Linked DNA regions of Pan troglodytes: region 1 is linked to region 2. Evidence: chromatin contacts called from public HiChIP or PLAC-seq data. All regions are on one chromosome and are shown on one strand. Each heading gives the region's core, a stretch centred on a gene start, on an enhancer-like site or on the middle of the called end of the contact. The rest is flanking DNA. Distances are from core to core; before and after follow the strand shown. Region 1 holds the start of TMEM108 (transmembrane protein 108). Region 2 holds the start of NPHP3 (nephrocystin 3).

Region 1 (4,069 bases), core at 388-2,887, 310 kb after region 2:
CCCTGTTAAAAAATGCGTCTATCGATCTAGCAGCTTATGCAGGTGTTCTCAAGCATGGATGGATATCAAATCGCCAGTAGAACTTTTTAAACCTATAGCTGCCCAAGCCCCACTTCTCATCCCAATCAGAATCTCCAGGCACAGGGCCCCACAACCTACTTCCATAAATACTTACCATCCAGCTAGGCTTGAGAACCACTGGTTTAATGACAGCAAACAAACTTTTTTTTGAGGCTTTCAAAACATTTTTCTTGCTTAGACATTTCTTTACTCCTGCTGTAGCCAGAATCATTGCTGTGACAGGTTTAACATGTTCCCAGAAACTCTGAATTTTGTGCGATGCCATCTCTGATAGGGACAATGTGATGAACAATGTCTGAGATTGCTAGGTGGGCTTCACTTCTGGGGATGAGAAGCCAGAGAAGTTCAGGACACACTGACAAAGGTGAAGTTTTCTCTAAGCGACAGTTTGATCACCTTGATAGTGAGAGAGAAATGCTGAAGCAGGGTTATACCACCTGGTTTCAAGAGATGAGAGATGAAGGTTTTGGAGAATTCAGCACTTAAGAATCTTGAACCACGGCGGTACACTACTGGGTAATAAGAGCTTGGCTACGCTGAACAACAAAGGTTCTAGCTGGCCAGTCCGAAAACACTGAGTCCTTAGGTCAAATTTGAGAGATGACAGGGCCAGTGGGAGTCCTAACTTCTTGACTCTGGAATTACTGACAGAAGAATATTTGGACAGTTTTTAAGACCCCCAAGGCATATTATTTCACAACCTCTTTAGCTTATGCCTGAATTTGTGCTGTGACTGTTAGCTTCCCGGATGTTTTCTCCACATGCTTCTTTCTGAACTAGCCTGTATAGTTCTACAACAAATTGTTACGTTTTGAGAAGCAGGGACCACTTATACCACTTCTCTGGCCAAGTGTCTGGCACCGCGCCACTCAGACACACACGCCCAACCCTTTAGGATTAACGTAGACACAGTGTTCTCTTCCATGGCCATTCCGTCTCCACTTTTGGTTCCACACTCCAGTCACCAAGTTGGCATGATTGCTGCTCCATAGACCAAGGGTGGGTAATGTGGGGATTAAACACACCTTCCCTCAGCTGGTGCCCAAACTGTAAGCATCACCGGGACACCCCATGTAGCCACAGGAACGCTTCTCATCAGTGGAAGAAGGACAAGAAAGGTCGTGCAAGTTTCAAATTACGTGGAGCTGGGGCTACAGCCATTACTTTCGGACAGGTGCAATTCAAAGCGTGATCCTCCGACCAAGAGCTTCGTCATCGCCACCTGGGAGCTTATTAGAAATGCAGGATCTCAGGTCTCCACCCCAGACCTTCTGGATCAGAATCCGCATTTTAACAAGATAGTCAAGTGATTCTTATTTATATTAGAATTTGAGAAGTCAATTGATCTGGTAATTGATCAACTGAGTGCCACTTAGCCCCCGAAAACAGAGACCCTTTGTGCCAGCCTCGCACCCGCTCTGCTAGGTAGCAACCGAACCCCCAGAGACATCGGAGCGGGCGCTGCCGAGGGCAATTTGGTGATTGGCTGGTCTCACCACGTGACCGGCGCTGAGCCTTCCGTGCGACTGGATTGGCTGTCGCGGACGCTGACGGACAAGGCCGGGGCGGGCCAGAGCCTGGTCGGAGGGGCGCGCGCGGGGGCCCGAGGGGCGAAGGCGCGAGTGCGCGAGAGCGCGTGCGCGAGCGGTGGGGCTTTCTCCTGAGCCGTCGGAGGGAGCCGGAGCGCTTCTCCCGAGGTAAGCGGCGCTACGGGGCGGCCCCCCAGTCCTTCCCATGCTGGGTCCCGGCAAGCGGGTTAGGCTGGGCTGGGCGGGGCGCGGGGAGGTGTGGGGTCAGCTTGCCCCGGGAGCCCAGCTTCAGGGAGGATGCAGCCCCGGTTGCCTTGGTTTCCCTTTTCCTATCCTCTCAGGCACCTTCCCATCCTCCCCACTGCGTGACGGGTCTGCCCGAGGGGAGTTGCCCACCTGGCAGCCCTGCCTCCGCCTTTGTTTCCCGCCTGGAGGGTTGCTGGCATGAACCCCCTCCCCAGGTGTAGGGTGCGGGTGATGGGGCGCGGGCGTCAGGAGCGCTGGACCTGAGCTGGGGCCGAGGAGGAGGTGGCTTTAATGCAGGGGGACCTGTCACATGGGAAAACGAAGAAGAAGAAATGTAGTGTCACTTTGGCCAGCCCGTGGGACTCGAACTAATCCCGCGGCCGCGAGCGAAGCCAAATTCCTAGCGCAGCTGTGCGAAGAGCCCTCCTGCCTAGGTGCCGGCGGCCTCGCCGGGGACGGAGCCTCCGTGCTGCCCGGGAGGTTGCTCTGCCGGCTGGACCTGGCGGTTTTCACCCCAGAGTTTCAGCGAAATTGAACGCTTTGAGCCTGCTGGAGGAATCCAGAGATTGGTTCAGGGGCTATTTTTTTTTTTTAAGCAGTTGGGCACCGGTGGAGCCGGTCTAAATGAGAGTCTACAAAAACGAATTTCAGATGCAGCGTAACTGATGACTGGTAAATGGTGAGGAGGGAAATGCCTGCAGTGAACTGCAGACCACCACACTGAGATTCTTCCTTAAGAAGATAGGTTTTTTTTTTCGGAGGAAGGGTTGTAGTTTCTGCAAACAGGTTTTTCTGGGGGTACCCAGGAAGGTTATTACTTATTTTCAGCATGTTACTGGGTTGTGGGGAGAGGGAAGGCAGGGTCTAAACTAAACCTACTCAGACATCCTTAATTCTTTGAAAAGTGTGTGCTCGATGAAGACCATTTGGCTGCCAAAAGAGGTTTGTATGGGAGTCCGGGGGAGATGGATTGTTGCCTTTAAATCATACTTTAAAAAGGGGAAGGTATGTCCAGGAACTTAAGAGCAGATTAAGCTATGCAAAGTATTCCCTGCCTCTCCTCCATTTCCCCAGACAGCTCATAGGCAAACATAAAAAGTCCCTTCAATTTTCCACGGGTTAACTTCTTGATTTATTGGATACACCTGGTAATCTACTCTGTAAGAAATGGTTCAACTAACTCATTATGAAGATATTACTGTGTTCTGGAGTTTCCACGTAATTTATTCAGAACTCTTTCTGGTATGAGATGGACAAGGGTCTCTCTACCTTGTCCCTTGGAGACATCCTGATACCTTCAAAGCCCTTTATAGCTCTTACATTCCCTGTACAACATCATGTTTCTTTAGGAAATGACCTGATTTCAAACCTCTAAAACACACCCCATGCCTGTGAAATGCCTACACTTGCCAAGAATTCAGTTTACTAGGCAAGATAAATATTTTTTTTTAAGAGGGAACACCTAAATTTGTTAGGGGTATCAAATTCAGGTTTATCAGCCACAGGAAATCAAATTTTGTCGGTTTTCTGAGATGAATGAAAGTAAAAGAACAAGTTACTGCAAAGCTCATTTAGAATATCACAAATGACCCTAGTAAAGTGAAATATAGGTTGTCACCTGATAGACTGTCACACAAACCAAATTAGTGGGAATAATTTAAAAACTTTATCAGAGTTTTTTGTTTTTTGTTTTTTTTTTGAGACGGAGTCTCACTCTGTCACCCAGGCTGGAGTGCAGTGGTGCGATCTCAGCTCACTGTAACCTCCGTCTCCTGGATTCAAACGATTCTCCTGCCTCAGCCTCCCGAGTAGCTGGGATTACAGGTGTGAGGCACCATGTCTGGCTAATTTTTGTATTTTTTAGTAAAGACGGGGTTTCACCAGATTGGCCAGGCTGGTCTTGAACTACTGACCTCGTGATCCACCTGCCTCAGCCTCCCAAAGTGCTGGGATTACAGGTATGAGCCACCATGCCAGCCAGAGAATTTTTTTTTTTTAAGTGGCATGGAGTAGAGGGGAGAAAAGAATGCTGAGGGTGAGGTAGGTGGCATAGTATACACTTTTATTTTCAGAGGAAAGAAATTAATCTTTGTTCCATAAACCGCAAAGGGTATGCATTGTTTGTTTGGCCTGCGGAAGGGAGGCAGGGATTTTGAAAAGGTTGGGAAACACTGATTAGGTTATGCAAGGGACAACAAAAAGATTGACAGGCT
Region 2 (4,063 bases), core at 321-2,820:
TTTATACTATTTTTTTTTTTTTTTTGATACGGAGTCTCGCTCTGTCACCCAAGCTGGAGTGCAATGGTGCAATCTCGGCTCACTGCAACCTCCGCCTCCCGGGTTCAAGCAATTCTCCTGCCTCAGCCTCCTGAGTAGCTGGGATTACAGGCGCCTGCCACCATGCCCGGCTAATTTTTGTATTTTTAGTAGAGACGGGGTTTCACCATGTTGGCCAGGCTGATCTCGAACTCCTGACCTCAGGTGATCCGTCCGCCTAGGCCTCGAAAAGTGTTAGGATTACAGGCGTGAGCCACCACGCCCGGCCGCTTTACATACTATTTTATTGAATTATAATGGACCTGCTACATGGAGGGCATGCAATAATTGCTTTTAGCGTAAATTAATCAAATGGACTAGGGAAATTTGACTACATCTAGAGAAGGTTTTCAACCATGGTGAGATCAGGAGGCTTCCAGAAATTTTCATGTCAAGACCATTAAAATGCAAGAGCGATGAAACTTCACAAAGAAACCGACACATGAGCCCCACTTTGGAGACCCACTTAAAATTTTTATGGTGGGGAGGGGGGTGAAACTCCTAGGAAGAGTTTGCTGAGTTGCTTCAACAGATGTCACCAGCCTTCTGAGAGGGTGGGCGCGGGGGCGGCAGTGGAGCGGGAGATTGGCATTTGCCTCCTCAGGACACTTTCCGGCTAATTTCTTCTAGGTGCCTCAATGAATAAACCAGAAATAGAAAAGCGGGGACCGGGCGCGGTGGCTCACTCCTGTAATCCCAGAACTTTAGGAGGCTAAGGCGGGAGGATCATTGAGCCCAGGAGTTCCAGGTTGCAGTGAGCCGCGATCGTGCCACCGCAGCGAGACCCTGTCCCCAAAAAAAGAGACAGAAAAAGGGGAGGGTTAAGGAATCATTTCAGACTCGAAGAGAATATGGCCTCTCAAATTAAAATGGGCAGTTTCCGCCGAACTTTCAAAGCCGCTTGGTTTGGAGAGGGAGCAGGACGGCCGTGCTTCCCAAGGGTCTCCCGGCGTCGCGGCCCAGCCCGGCGTTACCTGCAGTTCGGCCCGCAGCCGCTTGTTCTCCGTGTCCAGCTTGGCCTCGCGGCGGCCCATGGACAACAACTCCTGGTTCTTGCTGACGCGAAAGATCTCGTACTCCTTCTTGAGCCGCTCGTACTCGGCCGCCGCGTACTCCAGCTCTGGCACCGACGAGCCAGTAGACTTGAAGCTGGCCCCCAGCAGCCCGCCGGCGCCCACCCCGCGGGGCAGCGACCCGGGCCCGGCCCCTGCCGCCGCCCCCGCGCCTCGGCGGAACGAGTTGCGCAGCAGGCGGGCCTTGGGCTTCACCTCCACCGGGATCTCGCAGGCCTCGCCGCCGCCCGCCCCGTACGTGTCCTCGATCACTTCCCCGCCCGCGGGGCTCACGAGCGACGAGGCGGTCCCCATGGCGTCCGTTGCCGCTACTACCTAGTGAGTACCAGCGGGACTGGGCAGCGGAACGGAACGGGACGGGGCAGGGCAGAGGAACGGAACGGGACGGGGCGGGCCAGCGGGATGGAGCGGGGCCGGAGAGCAGGACTGGGCGGAGCAGCGGGACGGGGCGGAGCAGCGGAACGGGGCGAGGCGGGGGAACGGGATGGGGCGGGGAAACAGGAGGGGCGGGGCAGCAGAACTGGGCGGGGCGGGGGTGCAGGACGGGGCGGGGGAGCAGGACGGGGCGGGGCAGCGGAACGGGGCGGGGCGGGGCCGGAGAGCCGGAAGAGGAGAGGCAGCGGAACGGGGCGGGGAGGGAGAGCGGAATGGGGTGGGGCAACTGGAGGGGCGGGGCAGCGGAACGGGACGGGGCCGCGGAACTGGCGGGATGGGCGAGGGGGACGGGGCGGGGCAGCAGGACGGGGCGGGGCAGGGCTGGGCGGGACAACAAGAGGGGCCGGGCAAGTGGGGCGGGGCATGTGGGCGGGGCAGGGCAAACGTGGGTGGGTCGAGAAAGCAAACAGGGCCAGGCGGGCTAGCAAGAAGGGCGGGGCTAGCAGGAAGGATGGGGGGAGTGGCGACTGTGCAGGACCAGCAGTGGACCGGACGCTGGTGGAGTGATGCTCCGAACGCTGGTGGAGTGGTGCTCCGACACAGGGCTTCTCTCCGTTGTCTCCGCCCGGCTCGAGGCTCCCTGGCGGGCGTGCCTCACAGGGAGCACAGGCCTGGGTCCCAGCTGCTCTACAAACGCTGCAGCTATTTCTTTCGCTGCCGCCGTGCCTGACCGGAAACTCCTTTCTGGAAGCAGTTGGGAAATCTGAAAAATTTATGGAGTGCCTGCTATGTGCTTCCCGCGATATCTCTCTCTCAGTATGCATGTAGATAGAATGACCAGCAAGGAATAATGCCAGCAAAGAAAGAGCTTTTAGATTTTACAGTCTGAAACCACTAGGGACAATCCTTAGACAAGGTTAAGTTTTTTAACTCATTGCAGCATGGGACATTGGAGACCGCACACCAGTCTCTCCTTCATTCCCTCTATCAAAGTGGCTAGTCATCTTTTCTCTTACCCTTTAGATTTTCTTCAGGAAGTAGTCATACACTAGGCCTTTGCATTCTTCAAAATCCAGAGTATATATACTAATTTCTTCAGGTGGTCTCCTGAGATAAAGGGAAACATTTCCACCATCACAGTACCTTAAGAACTTTCTACCTTTTCAAATCCGTTCTGATTTCTAACTTCAAATTTTTGAATTCTCCATGTGGATCAGGGGTTTAAGGATCATCCACTAGGTTTCTGACTAAACCCTTTGAACATTTTTGCATCTTAGTACCTCCTTTGGAATGGGCCTCAGCTGAACACTTCCATAACTATGCTTGAGTAAGAAGATAAAATAGCCATCACCCATTCTCTCCAACAAATAACCAAACTCACTATGCTAACTTCCTACAGCTTGGGGAGTACATTCAGATTCTACAGTCTGGAACTGAGTGCTCTGAAGCATGCATCTCTCCTTTCCCCACGTCATTTCTATCCAGTGACATGCCTCTAATCCACATTTCTCCACCCTACTTGCGTACTGATCTTAGATTACTATTGGTCAATGCCAAAGTGACCAAATTTCTTAATCCTAAAAAATGACATTATTTCTTCCTGGCTAACACGGTGAAACCCCGTCTCTACTAAAAATACAAAAAAATTAGCCAGGCGTGGTGGCAGGCGCCTGTAGTCCCAGCTACTCGGGAGGCTGAGGCAGCAGAATGGCGTGAACCTGGGAGGCGAAGCTTGCAGTGAGCCGAGATGGCGCCACTGCACTCCAGCCTGGGCAACAGAGCGAGACTACGTCTTAAAAAAAAAGACATTATTTCTAACCTCATAACCTGTTTTTCTTCATGCTGAATTTAACCCACGTACTTCAGTCTGCATTTTGAAAGAATAACTTTTAATAGAGAAATATAGTGAGAATAAAATATTTGGCAGGTGGCTTATAACTTACTAAAGATGGCCACATTTTTTTAAATAGTCCTCCCATAGAAAAGACAGCTAAGACAGCTACACAATTTGTGGGACCCAGTGAAAAATGAATATGTAATGCCCCTTATTCAAAAATTATAAATATTTTCAAGATGGCAACAGCAGAGCATTAAGCCAAGTATGGGGCCCTTTTGAGTTTTGGGCCCTGCGTTACTGCACATGGGGTTGCATGGCCATGAAGCAAGCCTGTATATGACTCCTCACTTTGAACCTGAGTGAACTCTGACCGCTTGGACCAGTGGAATGTGGCAGAAATGACACTGTGCCAGTTTCCAAGCCCAGGTCTTGAGAGAATGGCGACTTCCACTTCTTGTGTCTTGGAACACTCGGGAGTGTTGAGCCACCATGTAAAGACTTACTAACCTGAGACTGCCCAACTTAAGAGGTCATATGTAGGCATTCCAGGTGACAGTCTCAGCTGGGCCCAGCTTTCCAACCAGAGTACCAAGGCATGTAAAATGAAGCCATCTTGGATTCTTCAGACTAGTGCATTCACTACTTAGAAATTAAGTGACTTCTGTATACACTACAGGGGAGAAAATCACCCAGCCAACCT

What was found. HiChIP or PLAC-seq counts read pairs in DNA pulled down with a chosen protein or histone mark.
Region 1: an H3K4me3 HiChIP or PLAC-seq map of stem cell-derived excitatory neurons shows a contact between it and region 2, with 4 times the contacts expected there. The contact joins the promoter of TMEM108 here to the promoter of NPHP3 in region 2. A contact is called at or near these places in 3 of 7 Hi-C or Micro-C datasets (induced pluripotent stem cells and stem cell-derived neural progenitor cells), 1 of 1 datasets of contacts at active chromatin or transcription factors (stem cell-derived excitatory neurons) and 1 of 1 other capture datasets (stem cell-derived neural stem cells).

The regions. Positions count from the first base shown.
Region 1 is chr2:136,283,144-136,287,212 of NHGRI_mPanTro3-v2.0_pri, forward strand. It overlaps TMEM108 (transmembrane protein 108), which reads left to right and starts at 1,638. Exons shown (of 6, transcript XM_016941951.4): 1 at 1,638-1,778.
Region 2 is chr2:135,972,539-135,976,601 of NHGRI_mPanTro3-v2.0_pri, forward strand. NPHP3 (nephrocystin 3) reads right to left here and starts at 1,571. Exons shown (of 26, transcript XM_024355683.3): 1 at 1,053-1,571. The coding sequence starts at 1,445.